Regions from separate parts of the Mus musculus genome. Here all the other regions are linked to region 3. A link is a contact called in public Hi-C and HiChIP or PLAC-seq data. All regions are on one chromosome and are shown on one strand. The core of a region is the stretch at or near the end of the contact, and the rest is flanking DNA. Distances in the headings are between cores, read along the strand shown. Region 1 overlaps Kif13a (kinesin family member 13A). Region 2 overlaps Kif13a (kinesin family member 13A). Region 3 holds the start of Fam8a1 (family with sequence similarity 8, member A1).

What was found. Hi-C and Micro-C count contacts between places; a contact is called where the count stands out from the background. HiChIP or PLAC-seq counts read pairs in DNA pulled down with a chosen protein or histone mark.
Region 1: a FOXA1 HiChIP or PLAC-seq map of pancreatic cancer cells shows a contact between it and region 3. The contact joins the enhancer-like site here to the promoter of Fam8a1 in region 3. A contact is called at or near these places in 3 of 39 promoter capture datasets (the 3T3-L1 cell line, embryonic stem cells and stem cell-derived epiblast-like cells), 6 of 484 Hi-C or Micro-C datasets (B cells, CD4 T cells, the HPC-5 cell line and 2 more), 3 of 115 datasets of contacts at active chromatin or transcription factors (bone marrow-derived macrophages, large pre-B cells and pancreatic cancer cells) and 4 of 9 other capture datasets (adipose tissue, embryonic stem cells, liver and 1 more).
Region 2: a contact with region 3 is called in a Hi-C map of granulocyte-monocyte progenitors, with 4 times the contacts expected there. The contact joins the enhancer-like site here to the promoter of Fam8a1 in region 3. A contact is called at or near these places in 1 of 39 promoter capture datasets (neutrophils), 1 of 484 Hi-C or Micro-C datasets (granulocyte-monocyte progenitors), 2 of 115 datasets of contacts at active chromatin or transcription factors (bone marrow-derived macrophages and pancreatic cancer cells) and 2 of 9 other capture datasets (adipose tissue and liver).

Annotation. Positions count from the first base shown.
Region 1 is chr13:46,811,148-46,814,389 of GRCm38.p6, reverse strand. Kif13a (kinesin family member 13A) reads left to right here. Exons shown (of 38, transcript NM_010617.2): 12 at 120-230; 13 at 1,527-1,661. Among named protein-coding and RNA genes, the nearest start is that of Gm24620, 45 kb to the right of the region's middle. Within about 2 kb of position 1,344, at least 67 of the 459 cell types and tissues checked have an H3K27ac peak or open chromatin away from gene starts, as enhancers often do. A contact at or near this core is called in cerebral cortex and pancreatic cancer cells, where this site is marked.
Region 2 is chr13:46,904,751-46,907,821 of GRCm38.p6, reverse strand. All of the region lies in intron 2 of Kif13a (kinesin family member 13A), which reads left to right. Among named protein-coding and RNA genes, the nearest start is that of Gm22960, 3.7 kb to the right of the region's middle. Within about 2 kb of position 1,676, at least 22 of the 459 cell types and tissues checked have an H3K27ac peak or open chromatin away from gene starts, as enhancers often do. A contact at or near this core is called in granulocyte-monocyte progenitors, where this site is marked.
Region 3 is chr13:46,667,516-46,670,953 of GRCm38.p6, reverse strand. It overlaps Fam8a1 (family with sequence similarity 8, member A1), which reads right to left and starts at 1,477. Exons shown (of 5, transcript NM_001033192.3): 1 at 699-1,477. The coding sequence starts at 1,368.

The DNA.
Region 1 (3,242 bases), core at 95-2,594, 140 kb before region 3:
AGAAGGTGCAGGGCCCTGTGTTCAACCTCCAGTACCACAGGCAAGGATGCCATTATATATGTCCTGTCCATACTGCTGCAGAGATTGTGAAAGCTGACATCTCTGGTTTATTTTAAAAGGCCATGAAGGCCCCCGAGCTAAAGGAGAAGCTCGAAGAGTCTGAGAAGCTGATAAAGGAGCTAACGGTGACGTGGGAAGAGAAGCTGAGGAAAACAGAAGCGATCGCACAGGTGGGCTCCTGAGGTGGCTTCCTCCCGCCTGCCGTCTCCTCCACAACCCTCCACAGCAGAGCTTCTCAACCTTCCCCATGCTGGAACCTTTGAATACAGTTCCTCACGCTGTGGTGACCCCCAGCCACAAAATCATTTTTTTGTTGCTACTGTTGTGAATCATGATCTAATATATCTGATAGGCAGGATATCTGATTATACCACTCCTGTGAAAGGGTCCTTCAACACCCAAAGGTTGAGAACTGACTCACTAGCTTCACGTCTTTGAGCAGTCCTGTGTGATGTCCTGCTGGAACACTCCATTGAATAAGCAAGGCTAGGGGGATCTTTCCTCCTTTCTGCTCCTCCTTTCTATCCACATTGTGATAGAGTGGGCTTTTGGTGGTGTTTTGTTTTGTTTGTTTGTTTGTTTGTTTATATCTCTTGGCATTGAAAGCTCTGATTGGCAGAAACTTTTAAAACACAGCACACCATAGGTTTTTCGCCATGTGCTTCTCTGTGCTTATTGTAAGATGCTGTATGAGCAGTCACTGAAATGGACTGCCGCAAGGGCAATGGAGCCGGAGTGTGCCCTGGGTCTCTCCATCGCTCCACACTGTGCATTTCATGGACACGGCTACCGCTGGCCTCCTCGTACAAGAGCGTGTGTTTTCATGAGAGGCCGGCTTCCTTTTGTTAGCTAACGTGTTCCCAGCCATAGATCAGTACCTGCCACATTCTACACTCTATTGCATAAGTCTTACGTGGACGGGTGGACTCAAGGCCTGTCATTTCAGGGTCTCTACCTGCTCCTCCAGCCCCATCTCTCACTGTTCTCCCCATTCGCTTGGAGTTGTTTGCCCCTGAAATCGTCTCTGTGCACTGAGTCTGCTGGGCTTTCCAGGGGTCACGTCTCAAACAACTGATCTTGCCTCTTGCCGTGGATATGCACCCAGTGTTCCAAGAATTGTCTCACACATTCTCCGCCCATCCTGATGTCCCTCCCAGGAAGCCATGCAGCCCCCCCCCCCCCAGCCCTCCATGCCACACTGATTCTCTCTGTTGTGTTCTGGTTAAGCGGTCTTGTCCTGTCTCCCAGACTTGCAGTTTCTACAAGCCGACACTGTGTGTTTCACCCGCGGTGCCCTGTGACACTGCCATGCCCTCCACTGCGGCCCTTAGTAAACTCAGCCGAGCCGGGTAGAATGTGTCATCTCTTTGGCATTGTCCCCAGAAGCAGTGACTTACTCTTTCCATGGATACGTCTTGTGAGTAGAACAACAGAGCGTCTCTTCTTCTGTCTGTTTCCGTGCCCAGGAGAGACAGCGGCAGCTGGAAAGCATGGGAATCTCCCTGGAGACCTCTGGCATCAAGGTGGGGGACGACAAGTGCTACCTCGTCAACCTGAACGCAGACCCTGCCCTCAACGAGCTTCTGGTTTACTATTTAAAGGTGAGAAGGGCTATGAGAACAGACCACAGTGCTCTTGAGTCATCCCAACTGAACCTGGATGCCCTGCCCCAGACCATAATGGTACAGCCCCTCCCCACTGATCATTAGAAATGGCCTTTGCTTCACCCATGCCCTTGAGGACAGTTTCCAGAGGGGACAACTCAGGGTACACCCATAGAAGGACCCAAATATAAGGTCTCCCAGTTGGAGGTGTCTGGGGTCCAACCACAGTTATTCTGAGAGGCCTTGGAGAATCGTCACTGTAACTCTAGGAAGATATCAAGTCACACACAAGCGTAAAGAGACCCTGGAGCAAAGCCCCAAGTCTGTCTTAGCTCTGACCCCAAGGATGTTTGTTCTGTGGTCACCTTTCAGAATGACCTTTTAGCATTGGCATTGTGCCCTCGTGTGCACTAAGCATGCTGGGGGGGGGGGGGGCATCTCCAAAGTGGTTTTCCATCATCCTACCTTTAGGTCCCATGTGCATTCTTTTTTTTTTCCCCCTCTGAGACGGGGGGTGGGGGGGTGGATGGGGGTGGGAGGTTCTCTGTGTAACAAACTCTGCCTGTCCTGGACTTGCTTTGTAGACCAGGCTGGCCTCAAACTCATAGAGATCCACTTGCCCTTGCCTCCAGAGTGCTTATACCACCCTGCCCAGCCCCGTGTGCATTCTTTAAAAGTATCAAAAATGCCAGTACACTTTTATGTGCCTAGGTTGTAGCCGTCTGTATGCGTGGCATTAAAACTGGCGGAGGCCCTGTAAGGCAAACACACAGCTCTCAGTTTGCAGAGCTATGTCATCACTGGTCCGGTGCCTGCAAAAGCCCTGCCGTGCGTGCCTGATAAATTGAGAAAGCCCAGATAAATAGCCTTTTGTTTATCCTAAAATAGCATTGACATCATGGTCTCCTAAAAGGTCAAGAGATGTCAGGAGTTCTTTGTCTATATTTGTAGAACTACGAGACAACTTTATTAAGCCAGAAATAGGACCCCCGAGCCAGGTGTGGTAGAGCATGCCTGTAACCTCAGGATTTGGCAGGTGTAGGCCAGAAAGATTGGACGTTCAGGCTCATCTTCCACTGTGTAGCAAGTTCAGGGCCAGCATGATTTCTCCTTTTCTTTCTTGCCTGCCCCTTAAGAGTTAAAAGAGTTCCCAGTCACAGCGAGTACCAACCCCAGCTAGTTAACTTCTGCCCAGTCACCTTCAGTTCTTCTAGAGCTGACCTGGTAAATTGTCACTGGGGGTTGAGGTGGGGTGGGGTGAGGTGGGGTGTCATTGGCTGTCCTCTGCACCAACCCCAATCGCCAGTGCCACACCTCACTGTCTTCCTCCTTAGTTTACCTGTGGTGGCAAAGCTGGATGAAGTGGCATGCTGGTACCCACTTCAAATAGTAAATTTTCAATCCAGAATGAGAATTCAGTGCCTGCTACTGCTAACTCCAATTTTCTTATGTTTTAAAATAACACCTAATCACCACTGATAAAGGAACAGGTGTTGGTAGAGTTTAAACATTTTTAAAAAAATGTTTGAAGGTAAGCTTTTGGCTTAAAAAAATATTACATTGTTTGCTGATCTATCT
Region 2 (3,071 bases), core at 427-2,926, 240 kb before region 3:
TTTCAGAGGGTTTGTGTGCTTGGCCTTGGTGGACACATTTCTTTCTCCTCTCCCTCTCCCTGTGTTCTTCCTTTCTTTTTCAATACTAGGGATTGATCATAGCGCTGGTGGATGCTACAGAGACATCCCCTTGTGAGTCCTCCCTATTGATTGATTTTTAACCTTAGAGAGTCTCACTGAAATTGCCCATGCTCTTCTTGAACTCAAAACTCTCCTTCCCTGGCCTCCCAAGGGTGGGGTGGTCACAGTGCACCACCCAGAGTGATGGCAGTGACATTTCTTTATCACCAAGTTATATTTGTCTAAACAGGTAAAGATTGGGCATGACTTAGATAGATCCCACACAGCATGAAGAAGTGCTAAGAGGCAGTTCACGGAGGATCCCAGGAAGCCTTTCGTTGATGGCACACAAGCTTCAGTGGATATCTCTGTACTTTCCTAGAAAGTGCTTTCTAAAATACACTTCCATGGGATTAACTAGAGCCAGATCTGGAGCTGTGCAGATGGCAGTGTCCCTTATGTACTAACGTGCATGCAAAATCTGCCTAGAGTGTCATCTGCCTGCTTCTATTTACTTCCCAACAGTTCCTGAAAATGCTTCTTCCCCTTTGAGAAAGCAGCATGGCTAGATCTCTGTGGAACCCCACCCCCACCCCCAACACACACAGATTTTATTTCTTATAGCAACAGACGCTTCCATAGTTTTTATACATTGTTTTCCTGTTATTTTACCCCAATGGCTCACTAAGTAATTTATCAGTATCACCACCATCACCACCACCAACCACCACCCTAAAGTATAGAATATAAGGTAAAAGGAGCCATACCTTCAGCTGATGATGTCAACTTTTTAAAGATTTATTTATTTATTTATTTATTTATATGAGTATACTGCAGCTGTATTCAGACACACCAGAAGAGGGCATTGGATCCTATTACAGATGGTTGTGAGCCACCTTGTGGTTGCTGGGAATTGAACTCAGGACCTCTGGAAGAGCAGTCAGTGCTCTTAACCGCTGAGCCATCTCTCCAGTCCCCTGCTGTCAACTTTTAAGAGCCACAGCAAAGATTTATTAGGCTACCTTTTCAGGTCAGCAAATGATCACAGCTTGTGAAAACTAGAAAAGTAGACTTACCTGAACAACATTGGCATTTATTTTTTTTTTAAGTTTTATGTTCTATAAGAATTAATGGGGCAGCTACAATGCAGGCAGTTTAAACTGAATGAAAGGAGTTAATGAAGCTGATTTGCCCCAACCTGAATAATTAGATCCTGGATAATAGACTTTCAACCCAACTTTATTAAGGTATAATTTACCTAAGCTAAAATGCACCCATTCAAGGGTGGCCTTCTTGAGTTTTTACAGTTGAGTGCACCGTGTAGCCATGGCCAGCCAGCATCAGGGTATTGAATGCCACCATCACCCAGGTGGTTTCTGGGACCTGAGTCATTGGTGAAGTGTCATGTGAAAAATACAATTCTCCTCTCGTCGTCTCATGTGCTTGAGCATGCTCACTTCATGTCTTGTGCCCCTTTGCTCTCTCTTCCTGCCTTCTCTCTTGTGGTGCTAGGGATCGAATCCAGCAGCTTGCACATCCCAAGATGCACTTCTCCACTGAGCTACATCCTCAGCCTCACATCCTCGGCTTCAAACTGCTTTTTCTCTATTTCCCTTTTCTCCCCTTCCTCTTCCCCTTCCCTCCCCCACACTTCCTTTTTTTGGGGGGGTTGGGGGGGCAGACTCTCATGTATCCCAAGCTGGCTTCGAACTCACTATGTATCTGGCCTTAAACTCACTGTGTACATCCAGCTGGCCTAGAACTCACTTTGTATCCCAAGCTGGTCTTGAACTCCTGACCTTCCTGCCTCTACTTCCCAAGTGCGGAGATTCCAGATGTGCACTATGACCCAAAGTTTCTTCCCTTTTGTTTGGGGTCTCAGCTTGTCATGGGAAGCACACTCTGTATTATCTAGACTTCCAGGCTGTGTAATACAACTCTGGGACGAAGATCATGTGTGTGTGCCTTGAGCAGGGTAGGAGGTAAAGGGATAGGGAGATCTGCAGTCTGAATAATCATCCGCACCCACATAAGAAGCTTTGGGGCAGACAGATAGTGTAAGCCTCATTCATCAATCACATTGTCATTCATAAGACAAAACCAACGGCAGGAACCAAACGTGAGTCCTGCAGGAGTGAGGCCAGTTGAGTGGACAGCTGTCGGGTTGCCTGGGTTTTTCTTCTAACTTATTGAAGCCCAGAGGAAAGGGAATTTATTAGGCAGAATGGAAGCCATCTCATGGTTCCGTGAAGTGCTAATGCAGACAGAGGCGCGCCCACCACCACTTTCCTGGTGTGGTTGCCTCCAGGGCTGGGTTGGTATCCACGTGGTATGGAGGGTCCGGCCACGCCCATCCGCAGAAGCAGTCCATTCCTCCTCATCCTGCTGGCTCACCACATCAGGGAGGCTCACGGTTTCCCCCTCTCACCTGATGGCCTGTTTCTCTCTCTGGACTCTCAGTGCTTCTCCTAATGTCTCCTAAGCATTTCTAGGAAAACCATGACTATTCGAAACCTGCTTTCGAGTGTATTGCCATATTGTCAGCTCCTACGAGAGAAGGAGGAACTTGCCAGTGGACGGTTGAACTTCCTTAATTGTTTGGTAGGCATTGTTTCCACCCAGTTACAGGGCAGGAAAAAAATGCCAACTGAATCTAAACCAAAATGCTTAGGACCGGAAGTGTCTCAAAGTTTGGATTTTTTTTTCTTCAAATCTTTAGATGTTTGCTTGTGTGCAAAAGGAGATAGGAATGGAAGCCAGGTCTGAATATGACACATTTATGTTCACATATACCACACAAACCCTAAAGGCAGTTTTCCTAGAAGATAGAGTCTCACTGTGTAGCCCTGGCAGGGTTGGAACTCTGTGTAGACCAGACTGACCTAAGACTCACGAAGGTGCCTCTACCCCAATGCTGGGATCAAAGGCATGTGCCCCCATACCTGGGCTTACACTATTTTTAGTCTTTTGGCAGCCCTAGCGATTGAGTCCAGCACTTCATCTTTGTGAGG
Region 3 (3,438 bases), core at 228-2,727:
GTTTGCTAAGACCAGTGACTACACATCATTTACTAGATGATATTCATGACCAATAGGCTTGAGGCCAGTCAAAGCTCTCTAGACTCGTTTTGTAATCATGTCAATCGCCTTTCAGTTCCACTGTCTTTACACGGCCCAAGTCTTGGTGATTTCTAGTATTCTAATCTCGAGCCTCCCAACAGCGGGCTTGCCACCCAAGGCTAGCTTTGGATCTTTCCAGAGCCTGAAGATTACAGAGAGGATGGTTTGATAAGCATACGTCTCTACACACAAGAAGGGCTAGTGTCAGGAGTAAGGGAACCTACTAGCCGTGCCAGGTCTTAAGGGAAGGACAATCAACATTGCTTCACAGTACGTTTTTAGAATTTAGGGCCTGGGCAAACCATAGCTGATGTATGTGGGAACTATCAATGGTAGCAGCAGCTCCCCGGTTATATTTTTTCAGGAGCGAGCATACTTGTTCAATGATCCTTCAAGAGACCCCTCTGGCTAGTACAGACCTGTCTTATTCCAAGTTTGAGGCTAGCCTGGCCTACATACTGTGTTAGCCTACACCACAGGGTGAGATCCTTCCAAAATGTTAGTGGTAGGAATGGCAGTGATTTTTTTTTTTTTTTTTTAAAAAGGACCTCGACTCTATCCCTCCTCCATCCTACCCAACACCCCCCACCCCACCCCCGCGCCAACCCCGATCTCACCTGCCTGCCGCCCGGTGTCGCTGGCAGTCCGCGCAGGGGCTGCAGAACCCACCCTGGTCCCGGGGGCCGCCCGGGCCGATGGCTGCACGTGCGGGGCCCGGGCCGTGAGGCCCGCGACAGCCGTCGGGGTGGCGCCGCCCGTGGCCGCCCCCGGCCCGGGCCCCGCAGCGCTCAGGAAGTAGAAGGGGTTGTAGTACGCCAGCTGCGGCGGCGGCGGTGGCGGCGGGGACGACGGCGTCGGCGGGGACGACGGCGAGGGGACGGCGGGCTGCGGGGCGGTGGCGGCGGGTGGTGGCGGGCCGCAGTAGGCGGGCAGGGCGGCCAGGCCGCTGTGCCAGGTCAGGTAGCCGCAGTAGGACTGCCACAGCCATTCGTGCACCTGCCGCGAGTACTCGCGCGCGCTCAGCCGCCCCGGGCCGTCCGACGCCTCGCAGTCTCCCGCCTCCGGAGGCTCCGCGCCCGTCTCCCGGCGCTTGCGGAGCTCGCACTGCGGCTCGGGCTCCGACACTGCCGAGGCGACGCTCGCGAGGGCCGGGGACCGGGGGGCGGCGGCGGTGGCGGCGACGGTGGTGGTGGGAGAGCCTGGCTCGGAAGGGACCGGCTCGTGGTCCCCGCCACTGCCATCCTGCTCCGGAGGGCGGCTCCGGGCTTCCTCGGGCCCCTCTGCCATCGTCGCCCCGGAGGCCCCCTCCGCGCTGCCTGTCAAGGCGCCGTCGCCCGCCCTCGGCGGCCCCTCCCCAACCGCTCGCTCGCTCGCCACCACAGCAGCAGTGGGCGTCAACAATCCGCCTCCGGAAGCGGAAACCCCACCTCTCCGGCGCGCCAGGCTTGGGGAGCCGGGCGGGCGGTTGGTGGTGCTTTGTGAGTTGGTTCCTGGGCTACGCGATGTTTCTCGGGGGTCCTCTGTGGTACGTTTTAATCATAAATTGTGGCATATTCGGTAACGTAACGCGTCGCGGCATCGCACAACCACGTGTGCGATGCCGAGGACGTGGTCCTGGACACTGTGAACGCATCCATTTAGGCTTACGTCTGTGAGGCATTCGCCACCACTCTTGAGAATTCTAATGAACTCCATTACCAAGGTCCCTAGAGAAGATCCTGTGGGGTTAGGACATGATTGTCCCTTGTGAAACTGCATCTGACTCACCAGAATTTCCACTCCTTCAACCACAGTATTTGTTTCTTGCTTAGCACCTTAGTCTGTGTATGGTTTCGTCTTCTTTTCATCTATATGCAGCCTCCCAGATACTGATAACCTTAATACACTTTGCTATGTTAATAAGCCCAGTTAGGGGTAGTTGTGTGACTTTGAATTCCCAGGACCATATAAGGAATCTACAAGAGCCAAATACTATGAGAATATTGAACGATTATTGTGCTGGCTAATTTTATGTCAACTTGATAGAGTCTAGAGTCATTTGAGAGGAGGCAAGACCAATTGAGAAAATGCCTCTGTAAGATTGGGCTGTAGGCAAACCTGTAGAGCATTTTAAATTAGTGATTGATGTGGAAGGGCCCAGCCCACTGTGGGTGGTACAACTCCAGGCTGCTGTTCTGGGTTCTATAAGAAGGAAGACAAGCCATGGGATGAGCATCAGCTCCTGCCTCCAGGTTCCTGCCCATTTGAGTTCCTGTCCTGACTTCCCTCAGTGATGGACTACAATGTAGAATTGGAAGCCAAATAAACTCTTCCCCAACTTGCTTTTGGTCCTGGTGTTCACCACAGCATGCCGCACCTAATGGCTTGAACATGACAGTGATGCCGAGAGTCAATCCTGTCTTTCCTCTGGGAGACAGAAAAGACATCACTTTTGGCCTTTAAGAAATTCATCTGCTTCAAGGGAAAATCTTCCATGAAACACTTGAACACCTATTCACGATCATCACTAGCAGCAGGAAACATAGCTCAACACCACCAGCTCTGCAACCTGCGACACTCCTTTCCCAGCTTCAGAGACCCTTATTTAGGTACAGACCAGATTCATTCATTCATTCTCTTCCTTTCTCCCTGTCTCTTTCTCTCTTCCCCTTTCTTTCCTTCCCTCCTTCCTTCCTTCTTTTTTATTTTTTATTTTTATTTTTTGAGACAGGGTTTTTCCATGTAGCTCTGGCTGTCCTGAAACTCATTCTGTAGACCAGGCTGGCCTCAAACTCACAGAGATCTTCCTGTCTCTGTCTTCTGAGTGCTGGGAGACACTCAGTAAAGGCACGTGCCACCACGGCCAGGCTGCAACCCAGATTCTTAAACTGTGCTGAAAAAAATAATCATAATGAGTTAGAGTCAAAGTTAGCTTATTCATAGGGGAAAGGACAGGCAATGGGGAACAAGTGTGGCCACTCAGGGAGGAATGCTGCACCTAATGGCTTTACCAGCAGCAGCTGGGGAGTGTCTTGGGGAATTTGACATTAGTTGGTAAAGCACTTGATCTATAAAGTTGAGAGAAAAATGGGCTATTGAAGGGGCACCAACTTCTCAAGACAAAGGTGATTTTATTACCCCAGAGAGGACAAGCAGGGGTAGGGTTGCGGTTGTCTCTGGATCAGGCAAAGACAGCAGTAGATGTCTCTGCAGGAGTGATCTTTTTAAGGAAAAAGGGGGAAATCTGTGCCAGGATGAGTTGTTAAGTCCCGAATGGACACATCAGCCAGTGTAGCTGAATAATGAATTTTGATTGCTGGACCTTGGTGTTTTAGTCAGGCATAAAGAAATAGCCAAATAAGGGAATGGACCTTGGTG